2 separate regions of the Mus musculus genome follow, and region 1 is linked to region 2. Evidence: chromatin contacts called from public Hi-C data. All regions are on one chromosome and are shown on one strand. Each heading gives the region's core, a stretch centred on a gene start, on an enhancer-like site or on the middle of the called end of the contact. The rest is flanking DNA. Distances are from core to core; before and after follow the strand shown.

The links. A called contact is a pair of places that touch in the nucleus more often than the background predicts.
Region 1: a contact with region 2 is called in a Hi-C map of CD8 T cells, with 4 times the contacts expected there. The contact joins two enhancer-like sites. A contact is called at or near these places in 1 of 39 promoter capture datasets (pre-B cells), 2 of 484 Hi-C or Micro-C datasets (B cells and CD8 T cells), 2 of 115 datasets of contacts at active chromatin or transcription factors (large pre-B cells and pro-B cells) and 1 of 9 other capture datasets (adipose tissue).

The regions. Positions count from the first base shown.
Region 1 is chr14:66,872,255-66,877,079 of GRCm38.p6, forward strand. The region is part of intron 1 of Dpysl2 (dihydropyrimidinase-like 2); the gene reads right to left. Among named protein-coding and RNA genes, the nearest start is that of Gm5464, 5.8 kb to the left of the region's middle. Within about 2 kb of position 1,272, at least 55 of the 459 cell types and tissues checked have an H3K27ac peak or open chromatin away from gene starts, as enhancers often do. A contact at or near this core is called in CD8 T cells, adipose tissue and pro-B cells, where this site is marked.
Region 2 is chr14:65,341,377-65,346,097 of GRCm38.p6, forward strand. No RefSeq gene overlaps it. Among named protein-coding and RNA genes, the nearest start is that of Zfp395, 15 kb to the right of the region's middle. Within about 2 kb of position 2,050, at least 394 of the 459 cell types and tissues checked have an H3K27ac peak or open chromatin away from gene starts, as enhancers often do. A contact at or near this core is called in CD8 T cells, adipose tissue and pro-B cells, where this site is marked.

The DNA.
Region 1 (4,825 bases), core at 22-2,521, 1.5 Mb after region 2:
GGGCCTTGTGCTTGCTGGGCAAGCATCTCTTGTGTAGGCACGCCCTCATCCTCTGAAGTTGTTCCTTCCTCTCCATCATTCTTCATCCTTCCTCCCTAATCCATACCTTTGTCCTATGTGCCTCCTATACTGTGTGGTGCAACTCAGCCCCGAGCCTGGCGGGAGGGTAGATCTCTTTTCTTTCTTTCTTTCTTTCTTTCTTTCTTTCTTTCTTTCTTTCTTTCTTTCTTTCTTTCTTTGTACTCACAGTGCTAAGAACTTGTGACAGAGTCTTGCTGACAGCTCACCCTTGTAAAGAGTGCAGCAGGAGAGCTTTATGTTTTGAAAAGATGGCTTGTGGAGATGAATGGAGTAGAGATAACACCCACCCTGGCTTTATAAGGTGCTTATGCCAGGAAGTGGGGTGGTGAGCTGAAGGCTGTCAATCTGATGCTCCAGGGTGACTAGCTAGCTGCTCTCAGTTCCTCAGTAGTTTGCCCAATACAGTATCTGTCCAGACCCAGCCCTCCAAGGTTCTTAGTTTCATTTTCCTTCCATGTGGAAAGCTGAAGTGACCATTTCTGCTTCTGAGGCGCTGCGGAAGCCCAACATTGAGAATATCACAGGGAAGGGACACTCGGAAACAAAATGCTGACGGGAAGATCGGAATCTAGATGTGGCCAAGAAGAAAACCGCAACACCCCCCTGAGCCATTGCGGCCAGTTACCCAGAGCTGCAGCCTCCGTCCGATGTGGTCTGCAGAGGTTAGGATGACACAGCGGCCAAGAGAAGGAGCAGGGATCCTGGGTTGCCAAAACCAAAAGGCTCTGACCAGGGTGCTGGGCTGCAGATGGGTGCAGGCAAGGATGACTGCTTTTCTGACTATGAAACCCCAAAGGGCCCAGATTGCCAAAGGACAGCTAAGCAGACATACATGAGACCAGACCAGCTACCACCTTCCATGGGTGCATCTTTTGGGTGTGGCTCAGTGAGGATCATCAGAACAGTCATAGACTACTTTTACCAGAACTGGGCCATATGAACTACCCGCCCCCTTTGGGCTCTGAAAGGGTCCTGAAGATCCCCTGACTACATGAGGCCAAGACGGGTATTGGGACACAAAGGAAATCAGGGTATTCCACAGAAGCAAACAGAATCGAGCTTTCTCTTCCAGCCTCCAGTTGGCACAGACACCACCCAAAGGATCTCAGGATTACACACACTGCACCCTGGTATGTGTGAATACAGAATGTCCTTGAGGTCTCTGTCCCTGATGGAGACACCCAGACCTAGCTGGCCTTCCTGTCTCAGGTCTTCCCCCTGGTGGCCAATGAAGAGTATGCACATAGTTCACTCCTTTATCCTGGAGCATTGGGGTTTCACACTGGGAGAGGGCTTTTAAGTCCCAGTGATATGAGCCAGTCTGCCCACCAATTATCTGACCCTGCCTCCACCCTCAGGGCCTGAATCTTCCACAGCTGAGTTCAGCAAGATTATTTTCCTCTGTGCACTGAGCCACAGGACCAAACCTTCTATTTCTGAAAGTGGAAACCAAGAAACTGAGCTAGCAGGAAGCTTTCACCCCTACTGAGAACTTCCTCTCCTCTCCAAAGTGCAGTGTGGCCTGCTCTTTCATTCTACAAAAGAGGGCTAAACATCACTGCTAGCTTTCCGCTTCTCTGGCTTTCAATATCAATCCAATCGGATGCAATGTCACTGTGCAGCTAATAAGGTAGGAACCAGCATCTATGGAGAACAGACTGACACCGTCAGTCATGGTGCTGAGACCTTGAACACATAATCCATGTGCAGGTCTGGCTCAGTGGGAGAGTTGGCTCCCAAAATGCAACGTCCTGAATTTGACCCCCAACAAAGTTCAAATTCAATACCAAAAAAAAAAAAAAAAAAAACAATACAAATCTTTCATCTTTCCCCAAGCCCTACCAGGGCTTCCCATCCTATCATATAGATGGAGAAAGTGAAGCCCAAAGAGGCCTCAAATAAAGCACAGCTTCTTGCTGGAGCAAGAGAAATATTCAAATCCAAGAACCCCTTAGTTCAGCAAGCCTGTTGTCTTCATGATAAAGCACTTGATTTGGAGAACTCAGGCTCTGCCTTGTATGGGAGCAAGGTTTGGCTGATCTACCTGACATCTCTGTCTTCACTGATTTCTATCCTTGACCCCCCACTCCAAAACACTTTCCCTTATCCCCCAAATCCATCCCTTTCTTGTCTTATTTCTCCCTGCCCCCAACTAAAACCAGTTTCTCCGGGCAGCCTTGGACTTCCGGTCATGAGAACCAGCACAGATGGATACCAACGTTTAAATGAAACAGTGCTTAGTGTTTCTCCCCACTGGAAGGATAACGTTCACCTCATAGGCCTGTGGAGGTCTAGATGCACAGTGAGTATATCTATCAATACATTCAGGGCACAATGGACAAAAACAGATGGCGAAATCCCCCACTGGCCCAACATTCTTAAATCTTCACTATTCATCAGAATTACAGAATTACCAGAGTCTGGCCTACGTTTGCATGCAAGACAGCAGAGCCACTGCAGGAGTTGTTGCCTCTGACCTTCAGTCTTAGCAAACTGGCCCCACAGCAACACTTCATAAAGCAACCCTGACAGAGTGTGTCCATGTCTGAGAGCAAACCTCTCCTGGAGTGAGAGTCTGTCTCCCACTCCCTTTCTAATCAGGGAGCGACACTTTGCCAACAGAGATCTTGCAGCAAGGGAGACATGCTGCACCTGCTGTGCCCCCAACCAAGTCACCTCTCACCCCATGTGGCTGGGGAGCCCTATGACATGGCTAGAGTGATTGAGTTTTTTTTTTTTTTTAGGTTTATTTCACCCAAATTAAACTGATTTTCATGTAAGTACCCACCTGAAGCATGTACCAATCACTCCTATGCTAAAGTCATAAAACCTGAGGTCTGCTTGTTATAGCAGCAAAATTCTGGCTACACTGACTGCTATCACTGTGACGGTTTGTTATGCTCCTCCCAGGGAGTGGCACTATTAGAAGGTGTAGCCCTGCTCGAGTGGCTGTGTCACTGTGAACGTGGGCTTTAAGACCCTCATCCTAGCTGCCTAGAAGCCAGTATTCCACTAGCAGCCTTCAGGTGAATATGTAGAACTCTCAGCTCTGCCTGCACCATGCCTGCTTGGATGCTGCCATGTTCCTGCCTTGATGATAATGGACTGAAGCTCTGAACCTGTAAGCCAGTCCTAATGAAATGTAAGAGTTACCTTGGTCATGGTGTCTGTTCAGAGCAGTAAAACCCTAACTAAGGCAATCACAATGTCGAGATCTTTAAATCCATATGAAATCCGTACATACACATTCTGTCTCCTCCCCTTCTTCCTGAAGGCCTTCTCCTTCCAGCCCCTCCTGCCTTCATTCTCATGGCCTCAGTGACTTGGACTGACCATTCTCAAAGCTGTCTGAGCCCTTGTTTCCTCACTCTGTCACCAAGAGTGAAAGAATCCCTTCTTCTTTCCCAGGTGAACTTCATGGTCCAACGTTTGCACAGCACCCTTCTGTTCCTCGGCCTGATAGATGTCCTTGATTCTGTCACCCTGCCCCCATCTCTCAAGAGCTAACAGAACTTGACCATCTTTGTGGCTCATGCTGAGGCTTGGCCTTGGGGAATTCACTACCTAACAAGGCCAGTGCTCAGCAAGAAAGTAATATGGCCTGGAGAGTACCAAGTTCCTGGGATGGAATCACATGTACCTACTCTTTCTCCCTTGCCCCCATTTGGCCTTTTAGAGACGGGATTTCACCATTAGAGCTCAGCTTGCCTTGAACTCTTGGTCCTTCTGCCTTGGCCACTCGAGTGCTGGGATTACAGATGAGTATCACTCCAGAGCAGAGTTCTCGTCTCCCCTCCAATCAGGTAGGAAGAGGTTGTTCAACTGAGGATTATTCCAGAATTTGTATTTGCTCCCATTCCTTCTCCCTTCTAGATCGCAGCCTCTTCCTCGCTACTTTTTATTTCCTTGAACTTGGGGACATGCTCCAGCCCTCTCACCAGCCTGGGCTCTGCGTCCTCAGCAGTGATTGCCCTGTCGTTGCCCTTTGTTCTTGGCCCTACTCTAGCAAGGTGGAGTCTATTCCTATTAGCTTCTCAAGCCATGTCAACTGGCTTCTTCCCCTGCTCCGTTGAAAGAGGTCTATCATAGAGTGAGCAACTGGTCAACCTTAGGACTACTTTGTAGACTTTACCCTAAGGGAACCTGGCTGAGACACTTAACTGTTGTCTTTACCTACTTTCTTTCAACAATAATTAGCTTTTTATTTGTTTGTTTGTTTGGTTGGTTGGTTTTATTTTTTCAAGACGAGAGTTTCTCTGTGTAACCCTAGCTGTCTTGGAACTCACTCTATAGACCAACTTGGCCTCAAACTCGCAGAGATCCTCCTGCCTCTGCCTCCCAAGTGCTGGGATTACAGGTGTCCTCTACCACTGTCTGGCAACTGCTAGGTTTTTATTGTCCATGCATATAACTAAATAAATAACAGTAAGTTACAGTGTGTTATTATATATTATGATCCTCCATTTTTAAAACTCAATAAACTTGATTTTAGAGCATTTAAATTCACAGGGGAAAAAAAAGCAGAAAGTAACAAGTGTCCCATATATCCTCCCCACAGGTACACAGTTTCTCTTCCTATTAATAATGTAATAAATGTGTTACCACCAGGGATCCTATAGAGATATAATTTGAGGCAAAGTCTTATTCTAAGACTAGGCTGACCTGGAATTTATTCTGTAGTTCAAACTAGCCTCAAACCAGTAGTGATCTTCCTCTCTCCTATCTTCATTCTCCCCAGTGCTGG
Region 2 (4,721 bases), core at 800-3,299:
CTTGTCATACCGAGACTCAACACAAACCTCTCTTCTAAGCCAACTGGTTTCCTTGTTCGCCCCTATAAACGCCCATTGCAGCCTTAGTAAGACGCCGCTTCCTCTCTCACAACTTCTCTTTCCCTGGGGTCCAAATCTTACTGAGCCAGGACCACCACTCAGGTCCTCTCTTGTAGTGAGTGTCCCTGATATCTGAATGAAGTTCTCTTGGCTCTTGCAAGTCCCGTGTAGTGTGAGTGTGTGTGTGTGTGTGTGTGTGTGTGTGTGTGTGTGTGTGAGAGAGAGAGAGAGAGAGAGAGAGAGAGAGAGAGAGAGAGAGAGATTGAGAAAATGTATGTGTGTGTGGCCATGCGTGAGAGACCAGGACATTGGATATCCTGTTTTATGACTCTTGGCCTTATTTCCTTGAGACAGGATTTTTTTAATGTACCTGGAGCTAGGTCAGTAAGCCCCAGTGATCCTATGCCCCAACAAAGTACTGTTTTACAAGTGTTCACACAGGCAGACACTGGGATTTGAACTCAGTGCTCATGCTTGTGCACTCTTACCCACCGAACTCTCCCCAGCTCCAGCTCCCACCCTTTGTACTATTTTCCCTTCCAACTCCTGCATGATGGCCCTAACAGTCAGCTGGGAAGCAGAAACTTGGTTCTAAGTCTCACTGGCTGTATACCCCAGGTAATACCTCTCTTGGCTTCCTATAATTCTGGAGTTGCATAAGGAAGCAAAAATTCCTTTAAATATGTTTAAGATTTATCTCTGTTCTATGTGTACGTGTGAGAGACTGCATGGGTGTATGGGTACAGAGAAATTCTGCCTCATAAAATAAAAAAAGAAGGAAAGAAGGAAGGAAGGAAGGAAGGAAGGGAGGAAGGGAGGAAGGGAGGAAGGGAGGAAGGGAGGAAGGGAGGGAGGGAAGAAGGAAGGGAGATAAAGTTATGGGCCCAGAGGGTAATGTATATAAGTTTTCATTTAACACACATTGAAACATTTGTTAACCACCAGTACCCACAGGATGGAGTTGAGGCTAATAGAGAGACCTGATAAAGGAGAGAGAGCAAAAAGGCTCCATCTGAAGAAACTTGAGCACACTATCACTTGTGTAATTTATGGAATGAGGGGTCAGAATAAAAGACCAGGGTCTTGTAGTGTCTCCCTGTCCTGTCTGGGTCTATGGCCAGCTTCTTTCTCAGACTCCCATCTTCGTCCTGTTCCAGACCCCACCATCCACACCTCTTTCCTTGGCACCACAGATCGTTCACTGCACATTCCTTCCACTTAGAAACGTGTTCGGTGCTGGATCAGGTAGTTCAAGTCTGTAAGCTCAGCTGTTTGGGAAAGAGAGTCACAAGTTCTCAAACTAATCTGTACAAAGAAGAATGGGGGTGTAGCTCAGTGGTGGACGGCTACAATAACAGGAACAAGGTCTGGGTTGAATCCCACAAGATTTCAAGGGTTACTAGCCATAAGATGCATTTGCCTTAGCCTGTAAAGAGATCCCCTGTTTGTTCCTCCATCCTTCCCCCCAAAAAACCTTGACTTCAGGCCCCTAAAGCCTTGTCAGGCTGCTGCAGGTACTAGCAGGGAGCACGTTAAAAAGACAACAGTGTGTGACCAGTCCTGAGTGATTTTTTTTTTTTTTTATTAGCTTGGATGCCAATCCCTATTCTGAACACCTTATCTACTGGTGTTACTCTGTGCATCATCTCTGTTAGGTAGTTACTGTCGCTCCTCCTCCGGGTTATAAGTTATCTCTGGAATCCAGCAAAGATTTGCCTAAGATAACAAGTAGGTGAAGAAAGGGGCTGCGGAATTCTGGCCTGAACAATCCTTCCTCTTGTCACAGGCACAAGAAAGTACTGCTGGGAAGGCCTCCCACCTCTCTTTGCCAGCTATGCCTAGCTCCATTATAGCAGTTGTGCTGTCCCCGGATGAGGCGGGGGCTGAGACTGGGCTGCAGGTTTGGAGTGGTCAGTCATTTGACACTGACCAGTAAGAGACCAGACAGAAGCAACAGGAGGTGGAGTCTGACAGTGGATCTCTTCAGTCCTGAACCTCAAGTTCGCTCACCTTCTAGGAAAGGGCGACCAGCGCCACCCTGACCGCGCAGGGGTGCGCGTTTACGCCGCCGGAATGTATACGTTTAAGGACCGAAAGGCCGATTCTGGGGCTCAGGCAGCGACTTTAAGAGGTTCAGCCGAGCAGAGGCTATAGGGAAGATGGAGCAAAGCGCGTTGCGCCTGCAGAAACAGAAGCGGCATACACGCCGCCACGAAGCCCAGCCCGGCTCGCGGGCTGGAGCAGAGCCAGGCCGCGCAGGCCTCGGGGCGGGGCGGGACGGGATCTGGCCACGCCCCCAGCTTATTTTTCTCTCCGGCCCATAGCGCGAGTCACGTGGGCGGGGCCGCGTGGGCGGGGCGGTCCCTTGGGAGGAGGCTGGCTGAAGGCTCCGGGCCTCTAGCGCTCCGGGACCCGGCGAGAGAAGGAACGGAGGGGTGGGAGTGGAAGAAGGCATGCGGGCGGGGCCTGTCGTGGGGGCGGGGCCTGTTGCTAGGGCTGGCGCAGGAAACTGGGCTCAGGGGCCCGGCTTACTGGCTGCGGGCTCCGGCTGCTTGTTTACTCCTGGCGGGGGAGCAGTAACCCGGTGTTGGCGGAGGGGGGTGGGAGAGCAAGCGCGAAAACGTGGCCCGGAGTTCCAAGCTGAGGGAGCGGAACGGGCTGGGGGCCGGGGCTGCGGTGGGCCTGGATAGGAGCTGGATGATCCGGCGCAGCGCAGTCTTCAAACAAGTTCCTAGTGGCTGCACAGCTCCTCCTGGCCTTTGCGCCTTCCACCCTGCACACACAGTACTGTGGTTGGTGAAGGGTTGCATGCACATCGTTTTTTTAGGCCCTGAATTTCTTGGATCCTTTAGGATAGGACTATGGAGCGGTGTTTCTAGTGTTGCTGCTCGAAGAGGTGGACGCCTGCTGCGTGCTTGTTCCTGAGTGGGTCTCTGCCACTTTTTTTTTTTTTTCCAGGAACTGATTCATTTGCTGGTCCTCACGTAGTTCACATGCTTGCATCTGGCCACAATACACACAAATAAGCCCTTTGGGGGTTGTTCTAGGCAATTCAATAGCTTGTGCTTGGTTTTTCTAACTAGGATGAGCCAGAGGGCTGCTCACACAACCTAATGTGCTCCACAAATGAACTCGCAAAAATTAGCGAACACCGGGCAATACCTTCCTCAAATGAGTTTCCATTCATCTGAAAAATACAAAGCACGGAGAAACTGTAGCTGTACGTGGTATTTGCTACTGTATCCATTACCACTACCTAACCGGTTTATATCTGAGGACTTGAAGCACACCACATAAAGACTCTAGTCAGTCAGAAGTCACAAACATAGAGAAGGAAGGGAACAGGAGGCTTTTGAATTACCCCACCCCCCAAAGCGCTGACCCTATTGTGTGAGGACGTGTGATTTTCTGTCATTAGTGTCTCTAATTTGGAACATCAGTCCTCTATTCCCTGGTGTTAGTTATTAAAGATGTATTATTATCTTAGATTGTGTGTGTGCTTGCATGTGGGTATATGTGAGTGAGTGCAGGTTCCCAAATGACCAGAGGTGCTGCATCTCCCGAAGCTGGAGTTCCAGGCTGTGGTGCACTGCCCAGTGTGGGGAACTGACCTCCAGTCCTCTGGAACAGCAGCAGCCCTCTTAACTCCTCTGCCAGCTCTCCCTGTGGTTTCATTTGGCTTCACCATCCTAGAATCCTACCCTTTCTGGGATCAGTGGTCTAGTGGGTGGGGCTTTTTATCACCGCAGTCAATTACAAGTCGTCTCCCCCAACCCCCATGACAAACAAGGAGGTAGTTGGGAGAGAAAAGGCTGTTTTCTGCTAGAGTTGCTAAGTTGAAATGTCAGAGTTGTGAGTTGCCAACAAACTGTGTTCCCTAATATATGAAGGAAGTCCTTTCAGGGGAAGGGAGGCTCTTTTGAGGTAGGAAAAATAAATGAAACTACTAAGATAAACGGACATGAGAAATTTAGAGACTAAATCATTACAAATAGGTTTAAACTTGGGCTCTCCAGAGCTGGGAATGGGTCTAGTTCCATATTAGAGCTCTTGACCAGTGTGCAATATGGCCTGAAGTGTTTCTAGATTTCTCAGTTAAGCAGACAAGTCTGCTCTTTTTTTTGCTTAAGCTAGCATAAACCGAGTTCCTCTTACTTATCTCTAAAAAGAAGTCTGACTAATAAGTTTGGCACGGAGTTTATTTTTCCCTCCTAGAATAATGGAAGTTGGGTGCTGGCCACAACTATCACTTCTTAAGTGTTCTACTTCCCGTAATGAGTCATGCCAAGTGTGTGTGTCCCATGGATGTGGGTTAGACAGCAAGCCCAATTCTTCAGGAAGTATCACTGCAATTGCAAACAGGACACACTTCAACCAGCACAAAAGGAGGGTTAGACAGATAACACTTAACCTCGGGAGACTGTAATTGTCTGAATCGTGAATAAAATATAGACGGAGATTTTAGCTTTTATAAAATGTATGCATTTTTAAAGGATCTTGCTAAATAGATCAGGCTGACCTGGAATGAATGATCTTCTGCCTCAGTCTCCACAGCTTGCTAAGACTGCTAAGACCAAGCTTATTTATGTATTATATTTATCTTATTTTGCTGGCACAGCCTCTCATGAATCTCAGGTTGACCTTGAACTGGATTCAGGGCC